Linked DNA regions of Sus scrofa: all the other regions are linked to region 5. Evidence: chromatin contacts called from public HiChIP or PLAC-seq data. All regions are on one chromosome and are shown on one strand. The core of a region is the stretch at or near the end of the contact, and the rest is flanking DNA. Distances in the headings are between cores, read along the strand shown.

Region 1 (4,700 bases), core at 961-3,460, 590 kb after region 5:
CAAAGTTTTACATTTTTTTCATTACCGAAAAATTAAAGTATAGTCGATTTACAATGTTGTGCCAGTTTCTCCTGTTCAGCAAAGTGACCCAGTCATATATATATATGTATAGATTATAACCAAATATATTTACATATTATTATTACATGTAGTCATAAATATATATATGTATATATATACATTTACTTTGCTCATATGATCTTCCATCATTTTCCGAACTCGTGGGAAAATTTTTAATTTTAATAAAGGCCAATTATTCTGCTTCATGGATTGTGGGTATGTGGTCATTTCCAACACTTGGCCCAACCCCAGCTCATGAACATCTTCTGCTGTCTTGAAAACTTTTACGGTTTTCGGATGAATGCACTGGCTTTTGATGAACAAAGGAAATGAGGTCCTTGACAACAGTTTCCTTCTTTGTGTTGTAGTTAGTTTGTTCCTCTTGAACCTGGGGAGACACCGGAGCCTTTTACACAGAACCGCACGCCTGGGAAGGGCTCCCTGGTCACAGACAGGACTGTAGTCTGTTGTCTGCAATGAAGTTTTTTTAAAAAGTCAGATAAACAGGTGTTTTCGTGTGTCAGACTCACAGGTGTGTTACTTGTGACCTGAACTGGGCTATTACGTACCACGCTGTGTGTGGCCTCTGCTACCTACCCAGCGTCTGAAGAAATATGAATCCTGAAATACATTTACGCATAAGGGCTTCGGGAGGAGGGAGGATTGCTATCTGAAATTTCAATGTTTCTCGTTGTGGCTTCAGGAAACCTCTTCCTCAGGCCTCTCCTACTCTTTTCGAAAGTCCTTGCTACCGTGCCTGAGGGTGGGAGGTGGGGACATCGCCCACAGAGCTTCATTCCCCCGGAGTGATGCGTCTTCTCTTGTAACACAGGAGGATTTATGACACCTTTTCCCATCTTCTTTGTGGTAGTAAATAAAAAATGGAACTCCTGCCATGGGGCAAAAGGATCGGTGGTGTCTTAGGAGCACTGAGATGCAGGTTCGATCCCCAGCCCCGCACAGTGGGCTAGGAGCTGGTGTGGCTGCAGCGGTGGTGGTGGAGGTGGCAGCTGCAGCTCAGCTCCGATACCTGGCCTGGGGCGGCCAAAAAAGGGAAAATGGAGCAGTCGGCCTCTGACTATCAGAGAAGGCCTTTATTTCCGAGTTACGGCGTGTACGGGTACGTGTGTGTGATTTAGAAACAGGATGGTGGACCCAGGGCGGGATGCTGTGTGTCCATGAGGGCCCCCCTGAAACACGTGTGATGCGACTTGAAACTGCCTGGCACACAGCAAAAGCCTGATAAAGTTGGACCAAGGCCATCCTGACCACACAGCTTGTCATTTCAGGAGCAGCAGTGCCTGGGATTTTCTCTGAGGAAGTCAGCTGAGAAATCAGCAGATGCAGGAGAAATCAGAGACCCCCCCAGCCCTTCCCTGTGTCACGTAACAGACTCCCTGGTCCAACCTGAAGACGCACTGCGTCTTTCCTCCTCCCTTCCTCCTACAAAGATGACAATGAGGGCCCATGATTTGATCCCATCCTCTGTCTGAAATCAAGTACATGCCGAGGAAATTCAGGGACTACTCTCAGTAGGCTTCTAGAAGCTTATCTCCAGACTTAAAAATTAAAGAGAACAAAACTAGGAGCTAGGAGCAACCAGAAAGAGGGATTGGCTTTCCGTGTCTTTCAGTTACGTGTTTTTCTCTTGGGGGGATTCGATTTGGAGAAAAACACTTGGATGGAGGCAGGATCAGCTCAGGGGCAGGGCCATATTTAGAAGCTCGACATGCTTGTTTTTTTGTGTGTGTTTTTTTGTGGTGCCAAAGGAATCGACACTTCGTTTTTATTCCCCCAAAGAAAACAGAAGCTCATTATCCTGACAGAGGAAGTCCAGAACTTTTTAGGTGGAGATTAAACTTTACTCTCAAACACTGAGGCTCCTGTTCAGCTTCTTGGTTGAGCGATTTTAGTAGCTTTTAAAAATGGTTAGCATGCTCCGTTGCTCAGCTTTCTAAATAATTTAGAGAACTTGTGACCCGGAGCTTTCATGGAGCTGATGTAACTGTTCTGGAAATCTCTTGACTTGAACTTGAGACTCACTTTCCTACAGCTGCAGTATGTCCACGGTCAACAGCAGTCTGTACCCAGAAAGAGGAGGGGAAATGGGGGTGGGAGGTGGAGGGGGAGCCGTCCTCAAAGAATTCTGTCCTGGCCTGCAGTTCTACACATTCACCACCAGGTGTCTGTCTTCACACGAGCAGTCTTGCTGGGGTGAGGCACCACTTGACTGCCAGATTGTTTTTAAAACTAAAGCAATTTTCTAGATGTTGCTGCAAGTGGGTATAAATGTGCACATATAAAATGAAGTCTCAGAGCCAAAGGAATAATTTTCAGTCCCTCATCTAAGTAGGAGTAATCATTCTCTCCTTGTGTTTATCTTCTGATGTCTGGGAGAACAAATTAAGGCAGTTCAGTGGCCAATGATTTGGAAAATGGTGAAAAAAAAAAAAAAAAAAAAAAAAAGACTTGTCCTCTTCCAAAACCTCGTCTGGTGTTTGTAAAATTCAATGTTCTTAGTGTGCAAACAGGTTTATGCTCCCAGAAATCTTTCTTTTGTAAAAATAGACAAATTCTCTTCTCAGCTGGCTTCCTATTCTGGAGTGGGGCGTGATGGTTCAGTTTCTGCCTTAGCAGCATTTCAATTTCAACCCTTGGCTCTGAGATGGTTGAAAAATATCTCTCTTTTGAAGTGTAAAAATGAGATTTTATTTCTTTCTGCCCAGAATTGAGAGCGATAACTACCTAGTTACCTGATCTGGTAACTCTAGTGGGGTTGGGAAGGCATACATGATGCCCACGAGTCCATGCTCGGGAGGAAGTACTGCTCTTGCTGTCCCCTGATTGAGCAGGTTCATGGCTATCTCTTTAGGTACTTAGTTAGTCTGTTACACAGAAGATAATTACCATCAGAAATCCTCCCTCTTCACTCTTGCTGGACAAAACACGGATGTTTCTGAGAGCCCTAGATGTCCTTGTCTCTGCTTTAGTGAAATTACACATCCATGAGAGTAAAACAGTCAGCTAGTCCAGGAGAGGTACTTTATGGGAAAGAACTGTGCTATCTTAATATAGCCGCTTCAGTGGGGTGTTGGGAGGGAACGGAGATAAACATACTGTATATCAAAGCACAGTGCTGAATCCAAAACTTCCTTTTCTGTCATTGCTGTTCATTTTTGCTTGGTTTTATTATTTTTGATATCTTTGGGACATTCAAATTAGTTTCTCAAGTGACTAGACACATAAAGGTATTTGGAACAGGAGCAAAACAAGCCCTCAGCCCTCACCAATGCTGGTGGTCTGTCATTTCTAGACCCTCAAATATTTTTAGATATATTGATTACAGCTCTGTTTCCTTCCAACTTTTGTGTTTAATAACACAATTACCTATGCCATTTGTTACTAATATGACCAATGTTTATTTACTGCCTACTGTGAACTTCATGCTGAGGATAAAATAACAGTCCACTCTGGAGTTCCTGTTGTGGCTCAGTGGGTTAAGAACCTGACTAGTATCCATGAGGATGCAGGTTCGATCCCTGGCCTTGCTCCCTGGGTTAAAGATCTGGTGTTGCTGCACATTGAAGCGTGGGTCATAGGTGTGGCTCTGCTCCAGTGTTGCTGTGGCTGTGGTGTAGGCTGGCAACTGCATCTCTGATTTAATCTCTAGCCAGAAACTTCCAAATGCCTTGAGTGCGGCCCTAAGAAAAAGAAAAAAAAAGAAACAATTCACTCAAATAATGACTATACCAGTGAATACAGTGAATGGAACTGTGCAATTTACTTCTGAAATACACTTCCAGACCTATAGAATAAAGTGGAAATCTTTAATGCTGCCGATATTTGTGGTATATAAAACAGATTTCTGTGTTTGGGTCACATAATACTCTTTTATTATTCAGTTGCTATGTTTAGAGAGCATTGTTATTCAAATATGTGAACTACTGAGTCATATTACAGTGGAGGAGATTTACCTAAAATCACCATGTAAATCATCTGGCCAATATCACTTAAACTAATGGATGCAAACAGAGAGGCAAGGATTTTTATACCCGTTCTATAAAAGGGAGAATAGAAATTTGCTTTGTAAAATTATTTTCACTTGGCTTCAGTTGTCTGGATATAATTATTTTACTCTTATTATTACACTTAAGTCATTACATCTGTTTCCAAAATGTTCTGGGATGGAAGAATTAACAGGAAGCAAGTTCTGCAACTAAAACCCCTTTCTCTCCAAGCATAGCTCTTGGTGATGAATGAACATAGAGGAAGAAATAAGAGCAGCACAAAACTGGAAGGGAAACCTCTAAATGCTTAGGTGAACCTTGGCTAGAATGACATGGAGAGGATCCATCTCTGTTTCCTCTGAAAAGCATTCTTAAAACCCCCAGAGTATATGTTACAGCCATGTCAAAAGACTAAATGAATTTTTTTTTCCCATTGGGCAAGAAAGATTGGTGGAGAGAAATTTGCATTTTTTGAGGACGTCAAATCTGGGCCACTTACTCTGATTTGAAAAGGAACCAAGCAGGGCCATGCTGCTTTGTAAAATTGTGAAAATAAAAAGCAGGAAGGGCCCCTGTAAAGTCTGTACAGGGTCAAGAAATTTAGTTTCACTTATTTGCTGCACTTTGGCTAAT
Region 2 (4,483 bases), core at 1,131-3,630, 700 kb after region 5:
TGCTCAAAACAAGGCCTGGCATAAAGTAGGAGTTTAATAGATGTGGATTTTTGTTGTTAAATATTCTGAATTTTAACCAAACTGGAGGATCAAAAAGTTAGTAGTATCCACAGGGTTTTTTTGTTTTTTTTTTTTTGTTTTTCTTTTTTTTTTACAAATGATCTAAGGAAGAGGAAGTAACACTATCAAGTTCACACATTTTGTGTTTGACTAAATGAGGACTCAATTCTCAGCTGTTTGATTCCGAAGTCTTGGAATTTTTCATGAGCTTTACTGAAATGTACTCCCTGGAGGTCAGCTTTTACCGACGGGTTCATTGGCGTCACGCCAGCTCCCCACAAGAAAGACTACAGTGCGACCGGCTCATCGCGTCTGTGGTTGGAGCTATTGAAGGGATCCTGCCAGGGCCGTTGTCTAACCACATCACACAGCAGTTTATGTGTTCATGGGAGAAATTCCTGGGGAATCAGTTTTCGATAAAACTGTGCTCTTTCCGAATAAGTGGTTTGTTTTATTTTCCTTGCAGAGAACTGTGACTAATCACCATCTTTCTTTGTTTTGGCTGTTAAGAAGCTTGGAGTCAAACTTGTTGCCTTTTTCTGTTACTTCCATGTGCTAATCTTATTCTGGATTTAGGATATTCCTTTTCTTATTTCCCCCCGGCTCTCATTCCCTTGATAACATCATTGAACGGTGCATATTTTTTATTCACTTCCAGAGTGCTTTTTTTGAATAAAACAAAATGAGTGCATTAAAAATACCATTCAGTATATATTCACCTCGTTTCTTGGCTTTGGTCTTTGCAAGTCCTGTTGGGTCAGATGCTGTTATTTTCCCAGGCTTAGAAAAGCCCTGATGGAACATAGGAACACAATTACTCAGCGCTTCTTGACAACCAGGATGTTAATGATGGGGATTTAAACCACAATAATTTATGAAAGTAAAAAAAATTCACAACCAACCATATGCTAATTTATTTCCTATGTAAATGACTGGCTGCTAGAGGCAGAGAAACATCAAGGGCAGGGAGCAGAAGATGAAGCAATGGCATCAAGTTCTGAACAACTCCCTCTGTTCCTTCAAGGCTGGTTCGTGTTCCCGTTCCCTGAGCTCGCTGCTCCCCTTGCCTTTATTACACTGCCGTGTGGTACAGATGGCTTCTTGGTTGGTATTGCTTTCCAAAGGCCCACGATAGGGCCATGGTGATAGAGAGAGAGATGGCATAGATAATGCAGACTCAATACATGTTTCTGGAATGAATGACTCAAGGGAACAGAGGAAAAATATTCAACAGAGGGGAGTAGGTGGTAAACTTGGAGGGTTTCTGGGGGAGTGACATGTACATTGTGTTTATGAAGTAAAAACATGTACGCCAGACAAAGAAGACAGGGCAGGAAATAGTGGGTGCAAAGTACACAGCTGTAGAGAGCCTGTGAGCTGGGGGATTGCAAATATTTCAGTTTGTCTCCAGTGTGGGCTCAGAGGGACTAAAAGAGATGAACGTGGAATGTGAATTTTATCTTGCGCCCTAGAGAGAGTCGTTGATGAATTTGGGGTAGGGGAAGGGGCAGGGTGTGAGATGATCACATATGCGTTTTAGGGAGATTACTTTGACTCCAGTGAGGACCGTGGATTGATGGCAGACATTTAGGAGGCTATTATATCAATCCGGGAGAGAAATGATGAAGCTTTTAATTAATTAGGGAGTGGGAGTTATGATGGAGGGCTTAAGGTGGTAGAATCAACAGACTTCGTGATCAATTGCATAGGGAGGATGGTGGGAGAGGGAAGGTCTATGATGCGTCCCCGTGTTTCTTTGTTGGTTAACGGGATGGATGTTGGTGTCATTTTCCCAAATAAAAATTTTTTTAAAACAAGAAGGTGAGGGGAGGGTGATTAAGTGAACTTTGGACACATTGCACTTATGATGCCAAGAGTAAAGCTGAATAAAGCAGGCTTGTAGATGCAAGGATCGAGAGCTCCAGAGATTGACTTGGCTAGACACTGCATGACTTGGGAGGCATCTGTGCAGAGCAGGACTGCCGAAGGCCTGAGCAGGACAGTGTCCAAGAAGATTAGAAGAGGGTAAAGATAGAACACCGTGAGACATTGACCTTAGGAGATGAGCAGAGGAAAGAGGATCCAGTGACGAAAGCTAAGAAAAAAAGAGCGAGAGGGCAAAATTAGTGCAATCTCAAAGCCAAGGGTGAAAAAAAAATACCAAGAAATAACGAGAGTCTTGCATTTGCAGCAATTTGACAGACTAGATGTTCTGAATAGTCCTCCTTTTTTTTTCTCTTTTTGTCCCCAGTCCTCTCCAGGGCCGCACCCAGGGCATATGGAGGTTTCTAAGCTAAGGGTCTAATCAGAGCTATAGCTGCCGGCCCTACGCCAGAGCCATATCTGTGACCTACACCACAGCTCACGGCAACACTGGATCCCCAACCCACTGAGTGAGGCCAGGGATCGAACCCGCAACCTCATGGGTCCTAGTCAGATTAGTTAACCACTGAGCCATGACAGGAACTCCCTCCTTTTGAAAAAAAAAAAAAAATCTGGATATAATTTTTTAAAATATTTTCAGATAAATTGTTGAACTGCTAGTAAAGAATCCTCAGAAGCAAAAAGTGTAATGCAGGCATGGATCCAGTGTGGTGAGCTTGCATTTTCTCAGAAAAATATCTATTTTCTTCCTTTTTTCCCCCTTTTACGGCTGCACCTGAAGCATATGGAAGTTCCTTGGCTAGTGGCTGAATCGGAGCTGCAGGTGACACCATAGCCACAGCAACACCAGATCTGAGCTGCATCTGCAACCTATCCTGTAGCTTGCAGCAACACAGATCCTTAACCCCCTGAGCAAGGACAGGGATCAAATCCACATCCTCACAGAGACAGAACACAGCCACAACAGAAACTCGGAAAAATCCCTATTGAACTCTAGAGAGCTTGAGTTTTCATTTTGATAGCCAGGTGGGGTACACAAACTAGGAGACAATGAGATGAAGAGTCTAATGGGAGATGCTACAGAAATGTGAGGACCCTAGTGTAACAGAGACAAAAAAAAAAAAAAAAAAAAAATATATATATATATATATATATATATATATATCAGCCCGGCAGAGGAGAAAAACCAAGAGTCTTGCCTCGTTTGAGTTGCTTATCTTCAGTAAAAGAGGGAAAAAGATAATCACCTGAGGAAAAAAGTTTCTCCTAAGAATTCAGAATTGCCAAGTAGACCTTACCCTGAATATAAAATCATTGTTAAAATTAAAAAAAACCACAAAATACTACACCACACAGTAAACATCACACTGAAACAATAATCAACAGAAATAATAGAGATCTTCTGTCATTTTAACAAAGATTATATACTCTAAAATTACCAAGCCAAGAGTAACAACTAAAATGTTTTAGGTATTAAAGAAATAAAAGAGTGAATAAGATACAGTTAAAAAAAAAAGTCCCTACAGCCACTATGGAGAACAGTTTGGAGATACCTTAGAAATCTATACATAGAACTTCCATATGACCCCGCAATCCCACTCTTGGGCATCTATCCGGACAAAACTCTACTTAAAAGAGACACATGCACCCGCATGTTCATTGCAGCACTATTCACAATAGCCAGGACATGGAAACAACCTAAATGTCCATCGACAGATGATTGGATTCAGAAGATGTGGTATATATACACAATGGAATACTACTCAGCCATAAAAAAGAATGACATAATGCCATTTGCAGCAACATGGATGGAACTAGAGAATCTCATACTGAGTGAAATGAGCCAGAAAGACAAAGACAAATACCATATGATATCACTTATAACTGGAATCTAATATCCAGCACAAATGAACATCTCCTCAGAAAAGAAAATCATGGACTTGGAGAAAAGACTTGTGGCTGCCTGATGGGAGGGGGAGGGAGTGGGAGGGATCAGGAGCTTGGGCTTATCAGACACAACTTAGAATAGATTTACAAGGAGATCCTGCTGAATAGCATTGAGAACTCTGTCTAGATACTCATGTTGCAACAGAACAAAGGGTGGGGGAAAAACTGTAATTGTAATGTATACATGTAAGGAAAACCTGACCCCCTTGCTGTACAGTGGGGAAAAAAAAAAAAAAAAAAAAAAAAAAAAGAATTAAAAAAAAAAAAAAAGTCCAGATTGTCGCTAATCAAAGGTACAGAAGGAGGCAAGTGAGAGACTGAGATGCAACAAAAACAAAAACAAACAAAGAAGAAACAAAGAAAAACGTAGCTCACAAAGACGAAGAACAGACCGGTGGTTGCCAGCGGTGGCAGGAACCTAGTGAGGGAAATAGATGATTTTCTCCATCAGGCCTTAGCAGGACAGCGGCGGAGGAAACAGAAATTTAAATTCAGACTTGGGATTTTGCTGGTCTGGGGGTCGGAAGTACAGGGACCTGGAGGAGGAGCAGAGACGCATTTTCAGTGAAACGGTGAAAGTTCAGCTCCGGGG
Region 3 (4,201 bases), core at 1,192-3,691, 760 kb after region 5:
GTAATCAATTGCTGTGTAACAAATAACCCCCAAAGTCAGTAGTTTGGATAATATCTCACAATTTCTTTGGTCAGGAATCTGGGTGTGGCTGAGCTGGGTGCATTCTGGTGCTGGGTTTCTCACAAAGGTGCCATGAGGACATCAGCTGGGGTGGGTGGAGCTACTTCTAATCTCACGCATGGGGCTGCTGGCCAGATTCATGAGTTCTCTGCCATACGGGTTTCTCCAGGGTGCCATACACAGTATGGGCGTATACTTCCCCTGTGTGTGGGTTACAAGAAAGAGCTCAAGAGCTGAGCATCCAAGGTGGAAGCCAGTCTTTCGCAGCCTAACCTGGGTCGGCTTGTCCATTGCTTTGGGCATCTCCTATTCACTAGCAGTGAGTCAGTAAATTCAGCCCATGCTGAGAGGGAGAGAGCTGCCTGAAGTCTTCAATACCGGGAATCATCCAGGGTTATCTTAGAGGCTGCTGAGCATACAGCCCATGATGCACAACAGCAGCCTGAAGCATCAAGGCTTTATAGAATGAATATACACATATACACACAACCGGGTAACTTCCATGAACAGAAAAAAAATTGCCAGCTGAACTGAACTGAGGGTGATTTATAAACAGGTAATTTGTAAAGGCCATAATCTGAATGATCTGCCCACTACTGGAAATGAAGTATGACAAATTCCCTGTTATCATCACTATCAAATTAAGAGACGAAAGAGAAATAGCGCCTTCATTCTGATGCATTGGTCATGCTACGTTGGTTATGGTTACACTTCAGTCATTTGGTGAATGCAACAACTTGACATATGAACTGCCTTTGAGGGAAGCTGGGTTTAGAAGCCTCAAGACTTCATCTCAGAACAATTTATCACAGAATACACAGTATAAATGTAACCAACCCTACTTCAGGTGTGCACACAGGTGTGTTTATGCAAAGGACAAAAAGCTTAATTAAATGCATTCTCTCTGTGAGGTTGAAGGTGTTTTCACTGTATTACAGCCAAAGGCTCTTTTATCATTATTTTATTATGATAAAAGCTTATCAACCACAATTCGGTAACTGTGGATCTTGACTGTGTCTTCCTGGATTCGTGGGGATTGTAAAAAAAAAAAAAAGCAAATGGAATTTATGGGAAAAGAAACAATTTGAAGACCTTACCTATCAGAATTTGATTTCCTAATCCATTAAGGACATTTACTCTCTCTGCTTTGATTTCCTACTGGAGAGTGTCACTTAAAATTCATCTTCTGATTCTCTAGAATATTTTAGGACAAGGCTAACACAAGCATAATACACTTTCCTATGGCTACAAAGATAGCACACATCCAGAAAGTGATATATAATTTGTCCGGGGCTCACTGTGTTATCTTTAGGAAACTTAATTGCATAAGATCATTAAGGTACAGTCTGGTCACCTGCCCTAACTCCCTACCATCCCTCTAGCCCACACATTCTCTTTCTCCATAAGCAGGAGACTGGCTACCTCGACTCCACTAAGTGCAACGTGATGACAACCCCGAGAGGGTTTTCGTTCTCTAGTGTTTGGAATCCGTAAAGTTGTGTGAAACTGCACAGTTATGAAAATTGTTGGGAATATAAAAGTGCTTGGCTCCTTTCCCCTGATCCAGAAGGTACTGTGTGTTCTTTGGATCCCAGACAACTTTTTGGGCAGTTCCAGATAAGGTTTCCAATAACTTCACTCTGTGTCCCCGTTTTTCTTGCCCTCATTCCAGAAGAAGTTGGAGAGCTGCCTCCCAAATAATTTTATTGTGAGGAAAGTTATTATGAAAATGTACTCCACTGATTTTCACTGACCTCCAAAACACACTCCCTAATTAAGTGCAAATGGGAAACTGACTTGGTGCAGGTTGTCTCTGATTTTGGACTTGGGAGAAGTATTAAAGTTTATGAACTCGATATGCAAGCTCCATCTGCCAAACGAGGAATTTCTTATTTCATTTGGTAACTGCACTGAGATTATATAATGCTCCTCGGAAAGCTCTAACTGCTGAAGATGTGTAAACCATCTGTCTGTGTTGAAAGGTCAAAAAATACACTGCCCCCACACTGTGTCTCTGGGCATAACTAATTATTTATCCAGAGAAATTTCATCATAGTTTTGTGTGCTTTTTTTTAACATTGAATTTCTACATAACCATAAAATTTTACAGCACTAAAGAGGCAATGATTATATTCATGCTCTCACATCCTTTTATAGGAGGCTAGGGTTATTCAGATTTAATATTGAAAGAAATCTGAATACCTGGCAGAGGTGAAAGGGAGCAGCAGGCAGGAAGGTAAATGGACTTCTAGCTCCCCCACCGCGTCGTTCCCATCCCTGCCAGCAGGGGGCAGGCGCGGCAGAGGGAGCGGAGCTCGCCTTCTTCCGTGAACGGGAAGATACACAAACAAGGAGAGAGGGCGAAAGCTGCCTGAGGTTTCTCTACCCGCCAGTGGCCTCCTACTGGCAGGGCTAAGCGTCAGGTGTAGTTCTGAATTCCAGTTCCATCACGTACCAGCTTAAGTTCTAACAAATATTTATGATAATAATAGTAACTAACATTTTGAGACCCTGTTCTGAGCCAGGCACTGCATTAAAGCACTCTACGTGCATTATTTTATCCCATCCTTCAGGAAAGTACGTTGAGTAGGTTTTGTTACTCATTCGTGTTTGAAAAATGAGAAAACTGAGGCTTAAGAGATGAAATAACTTGCTCACAATTACTTTAAGTACGAATAAGAACTGGAATAGTCATCTTGCACCTGGGCATCCAGTCTCAACTTTATTCATTTAGCTTTTGTGTGCTTCCCCCCACCTCCCGTTTTCTTAATCCTTTAACCTGACAAAACAGATGCAAGTCATTTTAGTTGTGGTGCTACTGCCCAAAGTGTGAAACGTGGAGTAGACAGTTATTGGGTGAATGTGTCTGTGTTGCCAGGGTAATTCAAGAAAAGGACCGTTTCCCCCCAGATGAGCAAACTGCCTGAAGATGGTGACATTTCTGAGTAGGGTTTTAAATTAGCTACTACGCAGTTCCCCTTTCTTTCCATGGTGTAGCCATACCGTGGACATATACCATCTGTTGCTCTGACCCCGTGTGGTTGTTTTAGCAAATACGGGGTATATTCTCAGCCTCCGCTTTATAATCAGACCAAAAAAGGGGTGCCCCCCCCACCTGCCCCTCCCTCTCCGAGCCTCAGAACCCTCGTCTGTCAAGTGAAAGTACCGGTCACCCAGGACTCATTCACTCGTTGAGGGGTAAACAAGCGAGTGCAGGTGAAATAGCTGGCCTGGCTGGGCCACCCGGGGGAAGTACTCTGCAGCTCTTCTTATTCTGACACAACGTCAAACTTGGAAGACAAGCCGTGAAGGCCAACAGAGGTCCAGATGCTTTGGTTCTGGGTGCCGAAAGTCCAGGTGTTTGGGAAACCTCGGCTAAGTCATTGTTGTTGGGGTGCACTGATGTCGTTGGCACCACAGGACCCCGGACGCGTTCGAGGGCAAATGAGGATTAATGTTCTCCTCATTCCTGCAGTCGCCCTTGGTGAAGAACTAAACATACAATGGCATAAAGGCTTCCCTTTTCCATGGCTGCCGAAAACATGACCGACAGTCAAAAAGCAACTTTTTTTTTTTTAGGCTTTTAAAGAATTAAATGGGAAAAGAAAGCATTTCTTTATTTCTTACACTTTCTCTGCAGCTTTCAAACATGTCACAACAATCTAAATGCAACCCAATGCTACTTTGTTCAGGCTCATCTTAAACGGGCCTATATTTGAAAATAAAGATCCAACGTTTACCCACCTCCCTTAGTCAGGGTTTTGGTTGTTGTTGTTATTGTTTGTACATGTACAGATGATTTTAAATAGCTGGCTCCTCAAAATTAAATATTTTTATGAACTATAAATTCCTTTCAGTAGAAAAATCCTTCTCAAAACTCTGTCCATGTCATAAAATATGACCTATAAAATCAGAACTTATGCATTAAATGCATTAGAGGGTAATTGTATGATAGAAGAACTGGCCAAAGGGACTAACTATATAAATATTTTTTCCTTATTACAAAAATATGACCGTATTTCCCACATAAGTTTTCTCAAACATTTCTGTTTTGTTGGTCTTATTTTTTTCTCACTCTTATTTATTCTACATAGTTTAATAATTTTCAGAACACACATTAACGTCACTATTTTTTTTTCAT
Region 4 (4,686 bases), core at 1,782-4,281, 560 kb after region 5:
CATCTCAGTAAAGGTATTAATAAGATGTATTCGAGAGCTACTGAGGAAGAAGCACAGTCTGGAGCCAGTAGCTGATTGGCTTTGAGGACAAATGAGAAGAATGAACGCAGGGGGAACCCCAGGATTTGGGTGGGGAAATAGGCGACAACTTGAAACAAATGGAAGATAATTCGTTCGTGTTCAAAGCAACAGCAGTTACACGAAGCCGACGTGGTCCCCTTCATTTTATAAACAGAGCCGCTTCCTTTTCTAGTCTCTTCAAAGGGTGGAACTGAAAAAGATCTCATGGCCTCTTTCCCTTCATTTCACCAGAGTCTTGCTTCTCTCTTGCTTTCTTTCTTTTGAACGTTTAGTGACGTGCAGCTAACTGACAAGGCTGTGATCTTTCTCCTGCACCACGAAGTGACCCAGCCGCACCTGCACACACGTCCATTCTCTGCGTCCTGGTTCTGTAAAAGAAGCCCTTCCAGAATGTCCGAAACAGAGAAAAGGAAGCGGCATATTCCATCCTGGTCTAGGAAGGGTTACATTTTATTTTAGGATCTCGGAGGCTCAGATACCTTGGCCCACTGCGGGGGTAATAAACCTCTTCCTTTTTTAGCTTCTTCCCTGAAGTAACTGAAGCTCCTTCTCACAGTTACATGAGGCCAGTCGGACAATATCTCAGGGAAAGAAAGCTCGACTCATAAACTGGTTGATTCCAGCCACTTCTCGCAATGCCTTCATTTGGACAAAGGCTCGTCTTCCCTACATTTGGGGAAAGACTGGCTTTCGAAAAGGGTATTCGTCTAAGTTTTCATGAAGGAAAACCCAATATATGATTTATTTTCTCCTAAGCTTCCATGAAGCTAATTTTTAATTAATCTTTGCACCACAAAGCTGCTGAGACTTTTTTTTTCTATCAATACTCAGGAATCCATATATGCGATGTAAAATTACTTAACATTGTCCATAAACAAACAAACAGTCTACAACCAGAGTCTCCCAATAAGAGAAAACTCGATCACCTAGGGTGAATTTTCACATTAATATTCCTTATCCCCTAGAACCAGCCATTGACTCTTTATTTCTGGTTTATTTCATGCTATCCTCAGAAGTCATTTATATTTTCAAACTTATTTTATATTCTGGTCAGAAACTAGAGTTTGGAAGAAGAAAAAAGAAAAAACCCACTAAATTTATAATGAGAAGCTACAAAAAAGTGGTGGTGTCTGTCTCATCCAGAGGCGCTTTTGAACAAAGGCCTACTTCCCCTTTGGGTAGAAATACCCACCATCTCTTCTGAGATGCCAAGAGAGATGCTATAGAAGCCACTTGATGCCGGCAGTCATCCCCTGAATCGTCCCTGCCTGCAGGGATGCAGGGATGCAGGGATGCAGGGATGCAGGGATGCAGGGATGCTCAGAGGTCCCTCTTTACTCCATCCACCCAAGAGGAGTGGGATCGAGGGAGAATAGGAGACTATACTTGGTAGTTTGCCAGAATGTAAATTCTGACCCAAGCCGCTTGTTAGAAACTGAGCAACAATGACTTTGGGGTCTTCAGGATGCTAGCTGATGCCCCCCAGGTAAATCTTGCATGGGTTCCTGCTGCTTCCCCTATTTTCTTGTTGGGTGACCGGTTACAAGGTCTCAAGAGGTAACTGTTCTCTTTTACACTCATTTTCCTCAGCAATGTGTGGACTCCGTTCCTCTATAGAGAACAGTAGAGTCTTCTGAATAAATATTAATGAAATGGACGGAAGCTCTTCCTCTCTTCGACGTCTTTTATCTTGTTAAGCCCACGGAAAAGTCTTTCTTCAAAGACTCAAAAGAAGGGTATCTCCCGCTTCTTAATAAGCAAACCATCCAAGTGATAGAATCCTGTACCTTAAGAAACAATGCAGAGGAAAACCTCTCTAAATGTGACCTTTCGGGTGACAGGAGGACCAGGAATATTCCAGGTCACAAAATCTGCTGAGGATAGTGAAAATAACAGCTCTTCTTTCTAATTGACAGGTAATTGGCTCCAGCAATGATTAGTCAAATTACCACATGCTTCTTTAAATGGAAAACTTCCAGCAGGTATTTGTTACTGATAGTTACCTGAGTGAGGGGCTGCTTCAAAAAAGAAGGCAGAGGAGTTCCCGTTGTGGCTCAGTGGTTAACGAACCCGACCAGGAACCATGAGGTTGCGGGTTCAATCCCTGGCCTCGCTCATTGGGTTAAGGATCTGTTGTTGCTGTGAGCTGTGATGTAGGCTGGCGGCTGTAGCTCCAATTAGACCCATAGCCTGGGAACCTCCATATCCCATGGATGTGGCCCTAAAAACACATAAAGATAAAAACAAACAAACAAACAAAAAGAAGGCAGAGGAGTTCACGGCAAAGACAAATAGGAGATTGGGTGTCACCATTCACCGAAGATAAATCTGAAATAAATATGAATTCTTCTGCAATTAGACCATAAACAATTAGGGGAAAATGCATTAATAAAAATTGGATTTGCTGTAACTATTTTCTAAAATGAAGCACCTCCGAAACTTCTTCCTTTTTGTAACAGTATCTGCCCCGTGGCCTGTGGCCTCTCCCCAAACAACTGTTAATAGCTTGGTCCCAGGAAAAGCAATACTATATTTCTAGCCTGTGTGGTGGGACTGGTTGCCTAGCATTGCGGTAAATTTTACCAAACAGTTGGCAGAAGGATCAGACCAGCTTGGCTAAATGAATTCAGCCATCACGTAAGACTGCAGGGCATATTAAGAAGGCATGTCCCTCAGAGCATTTGATACTTTCCTGTTACAGCCCCCCATCCCCCGGTATAATGCTTTGGCTGAGCAGGACGTAATTCGATATTAAACGAGGTTCTTGTTAAGTAGATACAATGAAATAATGCTGAGTTTTTGTTGCATTAGCAGAGGTAAATGCATTTTATTAGCACTCATTAGAAGGAGGGAAAACTTGGAGCTAAGGATTCATTAGCCGAAGGCGGCCCCTGCGAGGTAGAGCGACTGAACTGTTTGGGGCCAGAGGAAGGGGACCCGGCCACACGCAGCAGGTTCTGAAAGCCTGGCCTCCCTCCATCCACCCTAAGTCAGATGTCTGAGAACAGTGTGGGGTAGAAATGTTAGCTTCAACCGCGGGCCAGCTGAAAATATGCGTTTCTTTCGAAAGCTGTTAATTTGACAAGAGGCAGAAGCCCCAGAAAGAAAGTACAATCATGATTTATGCTTTAGATTCAAAAGGAAGTCATTTACTTGGGGATTTGGAAAAAATGCTACCAGCTCTCCAATTCTGAAGATACATCATGAAATCTGCTTTTATTCTACGTTGTTGTTAGGAAAAACCACACACACACACACACACACAACACCCCCCCCACACACAATTTCTCTAAAAAAAAATTCCCCCCAAAACAAAATTAATATGACGAAGCTGGGGTTTTTTTTTGGTCTTTTTTTTTTGCCTTTCCTAGGGCCGCTCCCGCGGCACATGGAGGTTCCCAGGCTGGGGATCTAATCAGAGTTGTAGCCGACGGCCAACACCAGAGCCACAGCAACACAGGATCCGAGCCTTGTCAGCGACCTACACCACAGCTCATGACAACGCCAGATCCTCAACCCAAGGAGCAAGGCCAGGGACCGAACCTGAAACCTCATGGTTTCTAGTCGGATTCGTTAACCACTGCGCCATGACAGGAACTCCAGATGAAGCTATTTTTTTGTCTTTTTTTTTTTTTTCTGGGCAGCACCCATGGTGTATGGAGGTTCCCAGGCTAGGGGTCAAATCTGAGCAGCAGCTTTGGGCCTGCACCACAGCCACAGCAACGCTGGTTCCTTAACCTACTGAGCGAGGCCAGGGATCCAGCCTGTGTCTTCGTGCATAAAAGTGGGGTTCATTACTGCTGAGCCACAAAGGGAACTCCATGAAGCTATTTTTGTTTAATCACACTTCACCAAACACAGTTTTAAGCTAAAGGACTGAATGATAATACATTTTCGATAACCTTGGAACATCAGAATCTGGGGGTTTCGTCGTCGTGTCATGTCTCTTCGACGCAGCTCTACAGAGTGTTCGGTTTTATGAAGACATCCAGCTACGGGTCTACTGTTAACTCTTAAGACATCTCTGCTCACCAGCGTCTGTCTCTGGGTTGCCAGCCTCCCACTTCGCATCATCTCCTGGAGCCCTACCCGGGCTGTTCTCCAAACCTAGCGCCAACCAGATCCATCCCTGGTCCTTCCAAGGCCCTCCCTCCCATTCTCCCTCTGGCATCTTCACGGCCATCCTGGGTTGCAACTTCAGCATCATTATTATTGTTTTTTATGTTCCCATGCAGTCAGCTTACTAACTCTCTAGACCTGACCTCTGCAACGCCCTTCGAGCACCCTCTCTTCTCCATCGTCCCTCGGCAGGTCAGCCCTCCCCTGGATGTCACTGGGTCAGTTGCCACAACCTCAACAACGGACAGGGTCTCTCTTCCTGTTTTCCTCCAGGACACTCCATCTTACTCACAGATGCCAGAGTCATTTTCCAGGATCACAGCTCCAAATGGGCAGCTTTTCTTGCCTGAACTCTTCAGTGGGCTTCTACTGTTTTGTCAAATGAGTGTGATGTCATCTGTTGCAGAGCTGTAAAGCTCAAAGAAGTTAACAGAGCCAGCCCACACCCAGCGGTTAGCTCAGAGGGAGAGCTCGGCAGTGGGTAGC
Region 5 (4,093 bases), core at 1,383-3,882:
CCAGGGACTGGACGGTGGTTGACATGTCGGGGGCGGGGGGGTCCCAGGAAGTCATTCAAGACTTTTGGGATGGTCGTGGAAGAGAGAGAAAGTAACCGCTCCTGAAACAACTTTGTGTGTCGTGGGAGGCAGGAAAGACGACCTCCAAGTCTACGGGGAGTTGGGTCTGACGATAGAAACACAGAACGGGGGAGTCTTAGTGCCATGAGCCTCAGTTCTGGCTGCGCATTGGGCTACCTGGGGACTTAAAAATGTTACTTCCCAGGACCCAGAGAGTCTGGATGAATTGGTTCAGGTTGTGGCCCGGGCACTCCTTTCTTTGTGCTCCCCCTGTGATTTTAGTGTGTGGTGGGGTTGAAAACCTCATCTAACTCATTCTCTTTATCTTGCAGATGAATAAACTATCTTTGAGAGCTTAAATAACTGACCCCAAATAAAGGCCATACAGTCAATTATTGGCCACTGAACTCAGACCCAGGCTCTTCCCTGGAGCAAAATCTCTGCCCTAACACTTTGGATTGATTTTTTTTTTCTTTCTTTTTCTTTTTTTTTAAATTCAGTCTTTTTAGGGCCGTTTTGGTGGCATATGGAAGTTCCCAGGCTAGAGGCTGAATTGGAGCTGCAGCTGCCAGCCTATGTCACAGCCACAGCACCAGGTCCAAGCTGTGTCTGCTGGATCCTTAACCCATGACCGAGGCCAGGAGTCGAACCTGCGTCCTCATGGATACTAGTCGGGTTCATTACCACTGAGCCACGAGGGGAGCTCCCTGTATTGATCCTTTTACAGAGAGGAGCTACAGTGTTTATGTCTTTAAGCTGAAATCTGGATGTATTATTTGAATAGCGCTAGCATATTCTAGAAGGGCTGTGAAGAAGCAAGACTGTTCCAGAAACGTTGGTGATCTATGGCCCCAGGATCTGGAGGTGGTGAAGAGCTAGGTTTTGGAGTCACAGGAGCCTGGTTTTAAATGGTGACTTTGCCACTACCGGCTATGTGACCTTGGCCTGTTACCTAACATCTCTGAGCCTCATTTTATCTGTAATGAAAGTGTTTCTTTCCTTAGAGAGTCAACGCAGACTGGTTTCTTGGTTGTGAAGATTACATAAGATAAACTCATAGGGCTCGTAGCATGTAATTTTTGCCTTTTATTCTATTTTATTTTCGTGTCTATTTTATTTTAGTGTATGGCTGCACCCATGGCATGTGCATGTTCCCGGGACAGGGACTGAATCCGAACCGCAGTTACAACTTACAAAGTTAAAGTGGGATCCTTTAACCCACTGCCCTGGCCAAGGGTCACACCTGTACCTCTGCAGTGACCCGAGCCGCTGTAGTCAGATCTTAACTCATTGTGCCCCAGTGGAACTCCTGATTCGTGCCTTTTAAATGGTAGCAGGAGCAGTAGTTGTTATCACTAGTAGTATTTTTATTTTTACATTTCTGTGTACCTGCCTTCTAGAAGAGTGGGTCTCAACCAGTGCTGGGTTTGGACCCCCAGGGAACATTTGGCGGGGCCTGGAGCTATTCCGATCGTCTTCATGGGGAGAGGGACGCTACTGCCACCTAGTGGGTAGAGACCAGGTTCGCTGCTGACCATTCCTAGTGTACAGGACGGAGCCCCCCCAGCCCATTCAACCCAGTGGTACCAAGATGGAGAGACCCTACTCTGGATATCTGAAAAGAATTAGGAGCTTGAAGGTCAGAACTGTTGGATGGTGTTGGGGTGATGGATTTGGTTCTTGCACTGGCAAAGAGGCACTGAGTTTAGGGGGCTGTGGGCAGTCCCACATCTACCCTCACTGCTGCAGAGGAAGTGAGTTCTTGTGGGAACCTGCATCTAATAACGCTGATGGAGTTCCCATTGTGGCTCGTGGGGTAACGAACCCGACGAGTATCTGCAAGGATGTGGGTTTGATCCCTGGCCCCACTCAGTGGGTTAAGGATCCCACGTTGCTGTGGTGGGGTGTAGGCAGGCAGCTGCAGTTCTGATCTGACCCCTAGCCTGGGAACCTCCCTATGCCGCAGGTGCGGCCCTAAAACAAAATACTAATAACCCTGAGATTCCCCCCTGCGACCTACACCACAGCTCACGCAGGAGCTGGATCCTTAACCCACGGAGGGAGGGCGGGGATTGAACCTGCATTCTCATGGATACTGGTTTTGTTAGCACAACGGAAACCCCCCACACTGAGATCTATACCCCTTAAGGGTGCTGTGAGGATAAGCCTGCCCCGAGAGCGTAGAGACGCTGGTACGAAAGGCTAAATAAAGCCAAGACGATTGCATCAGGTCCCGCGGGAGGGCTGCCTTCCTGCGCGGTGGTGTTCTGGGCACCTGGGCGTTGCATGAGCCCTCGTCTCTCATGAGCTCATCGTTTATAAATGACAGCCACCCAAGTTGGAAAGTATGACCCCCCCCTCCCCCCGGGTTGGCAAGTGGAAAACTTACTCAGCTTTCTTGCTGGAGCCTCGTGTCTTAACTTATTTATCTTAAAAATAAGACGAATATACTGCTGCAGGCAAGCTCCGTTATGTGAGAAGAGAAAAATGCGTGTAAGAAGTTCTTGAGAGCGCAAACTTTGTCAAGGTTACCGCTGTTATTTCTTTTGGTTGCGGTGGAGCAAGTGGACACTAGGTGGCGCTACGTTCTCGCGCGAGAGGAAGCTCTGCCTTGGGTGTAAGTTATCACTGTCGGTCCTGGAGCACACGCACCCCAGAGTGAAAAATATAGTAACAGGCAAGATTTAGTTCTTAAAATAAGTCAGCGGCCCAGTGAAGCAAATACAGCCATGGCAGGTACATTTTTTTGCTTCAACTGATGGAGAAGGGCATTTATTGCCTACAGGCATCTGGCTACAGATATCAAATGATAAAAACACGCAATGTAATGAAACCTCGCAGCAGGCCTGGCCTCAGGAGAGAATGGGAGGCAGCTGGGCCCAGCCATGGGCCCGGGATCTGGCACGGATGTTCTTCTGCCGTGACGGTTTCATAAATGCGCAGTTGTCCTGCAAAGACCGTTCCCATCGTCTGTTGGCTCTTCCCCGCACCTCGCCACGTCTCTGAGCCTCAGTGTTTCACCAGTTAGAATAGGGATGGCTTTCCTCGCCGGGGTCCTTGTTAGAGGGTGAGCAGAGTGACGATCACACCAAGAGAGGAAGTCGGGTTGCATGTTGTCATGGTGATGGGGCCAGACTACTCCCCAGACCCTCCGCCGGCACCCCCCCCCCCCCCCCCCCCCCGCCCCGGCCTCTAACGCCACTGCAAGGGGATTTTTGGATTTCCTGGCCCTCAGGCAAGTTCACAATCCTCTCGCCACTCTTCTCCACACTCTGTAGACTCTACTGCAAAGTGCCTCCCAGGTGGGTTTAGAAAGGGAGGTACAGGGGTAAAAGGGTGGCTTCAGGCCCAACAGTCCTGTTTTCCAGCTCTGCCACGAGCTAGCCCTTTGACCTTGGAAATGACCTTCCACCAAAGCCTTAGCGCTCTGCGCTCACCTGTAAAATATGGATGCAAAGGGCAGGGTGTTTGCCAGAGGGGCTGAACATCTCTGAATGAATGCGCACCAATCAGAACCCCAGAGGATTGCAGATCCAGCGGCCAGACGGCAGAGGGGGAGTTCCGCCCAGAGGAGGGGCCTCGGATGGAGGTGCGCCCCGCCAGTCCCACCAGTCCTTTCGTTTTGCTTGGGTCAGCCCAGCCCTGGTCCCTCCCGAGCTTTGTAAACTTTTACCATCCACTCTCTGCTCTTCCGCCGTTTTCCTCCAGGTACTGCTGGCTCCTGGATGGAGGGGCAGGGCAGGGTGGCACCTTAGGGACACCAGCTTCCTCAGTTAGTGTTCAGGGCACCTGCAAGGTTGTTTCATCCTAGGAAACGAAGATGAATCACTGGCAAGTTCTGGGCGGGGGTGGGGGGTATGGTAGAGATGGGGGGGTGTATTACCTCTCACCTCTGATGGAGCAGGGGGGTGGGAGATGCAGCAGCCCCCTGGGAGCAGCAGAGGTGCTCCTTTGTCTCGGATTAGAAAGTGTCTAGAAGCTGCTCCTTAAAGGCTATGCAGCGCCTTCTTGTTGGGTCATCAATGGTGCTTCA

The links. HiChIP or PLAC-seq counts read pairs in DNA pulled down with a chosen protein or histone mark.
Region 1: an H3K27ac HiChIP or PLAC-seq map of skeletal muscle shows a contact between it and region 5. The contact joins two enhancer-like sites. A contact is called at or near these places in 2 of 47 Hi-C or Micro-C datasets (embryonic fibroblasts and heart right ventricle) and 1 of 2 datasets of contacts at active chromatin or transcription factors (skeletal muscle).
Region 2: a contact with region 5 is called in an H3K27ac HiChIP or PLAC-seq map of skeletal muscle. The contact joins two enhancer-like sites. A contact is called at or near these places in 1 of 5 promoter capture datasets (fetal skeletal muscle), 8 of 47 Hi-C or Micro-C datasets (embryonic fibroblasts, fetal skeletal muscle, heart right ventricle and 4 more) and 1 of 2 datasets of contacts at active chromatin or transcription factors (skeletal muscle).
Region 3: an H3K27ac HiChIP or PLAC-seq map of skeletal muscle shows a contact between it and region 5, with 4 times the contacts expected there. The contact joins two enhancer-like sites. A contact is called at or near these places in 1 of 47 Hi-C or Micro-C datasets (embryonic fibroblasts) and 1 of 2 datasets of contacts at active chromatin or transcription factors (skeletal muscle).
Region 4: a contact with region 5 is called in an H3K27ac HiChIP or PLAC-seq map of skeletal muscle. The contact joins two enhancer-like sites. A contact is called at or near these places in 1 of 5 promoter capture datasets (fetal skeletal muscle), 7 of 47 Hi-C or Micro-C datasets (embryonic fibroblasts, fetal skeletal muscle, heart right ventricle and 3 more) and 1 of 2 datasets of contacts at active chromatin or transcription factors (skeletal muscle).

The regions. Positions count from the first base shown.
Region 1 is chr10:10,713,616-10,718,315 of Sscrofa11.1, reverse strand. All of the region lies in intron 1 of LOC110255633 (a long non-coding RNA gene), which reads right to left. Among named protein-coding and RNA genes, the nearest start is that of DUSP10, 190 kb to the left of the region's middle. Within about 2 kb of position 2,210, at least 24 of the 83 cell types and tissues checked have an H3K27ac peak or open chromatin away from gene starts, as enhancers often do. A contact at or near this core is called in skeletal muscle, where this site is marked.
Region 2 is chr10:10,604,953-10,609,435 of Sscrofa11.1, reverse strand. The region is part of intron 1 of LOC110255632 (a long non-coding RNA gene); the gene reads left to right. Among named protein-coding and RNA genes, the nearest start is that of DUSP10, 300 kb to the left of the region's middle. Within about 2 kb of position 2,380, at least 2 of the 83 cell types and tissues checked have an H3K27ac peak or open chromatin away from gene starts, as enhancers often do. A contact at or near this core is called in skeletal muscle, where this site is marked.
Region 3 is chr10:10,543,636-10,547,836 of Sscrofa11.1, reverse strand. The region is part of intron 2 of LOC110255631 (a long non-coding RNA gene); the gene reads right to left. Among named protein-coding and RNA genes, the nearest start is that of HLX, 280 kb to the right of the region's middle. Within about 2 kb of position 2,441, at least 13 of the 83 cell types and tissues checked have an H3K27ac peak or open chromatin away from gene starts, as enhancers often do. A contact at or near this core is called in skeletal muscle, where this site is marked.
Region 4 is chr10:10,739,611-10,744,296 of Sscrofa11.1, reverse strand. All of the region lies in intron 1 of LOC110255633 (a long non-coding RNA gene), which reads right to left. Among named protein-coding and RNA genes, the nearest start is that of DUSP10, 160 kb to the left of the region's middle. Within about 2 kb of position 3,031, at least 4 of the 83 cell types and tissues checked have an H3K27ac peak or open chromatin away from gene starts, as enhancers often do. A contact at or near this core is called in fetal skeletal muscle and skeletal muscle, where this site is marked.
Region 5 is chr10:11,301,905-11,305,997 of Sscrofa11.1, reverse strand. The region is part of intron 2 of LOC110255736; the gene reads left to right. Among named protein-coding and RNA genes, the nearest start is that of TRNAT-UGU, 9.4 kb to the left of the region's middle. Within about 2 kb of position 2,632, at least 27 of the 83 cell types and tissues checked have an H3K27ac peak or open chromatin away from gene starts, as enhancers often do. A contact at or near this core is called in fetal skeletal muscle and skeletal muscle, where this site is marked.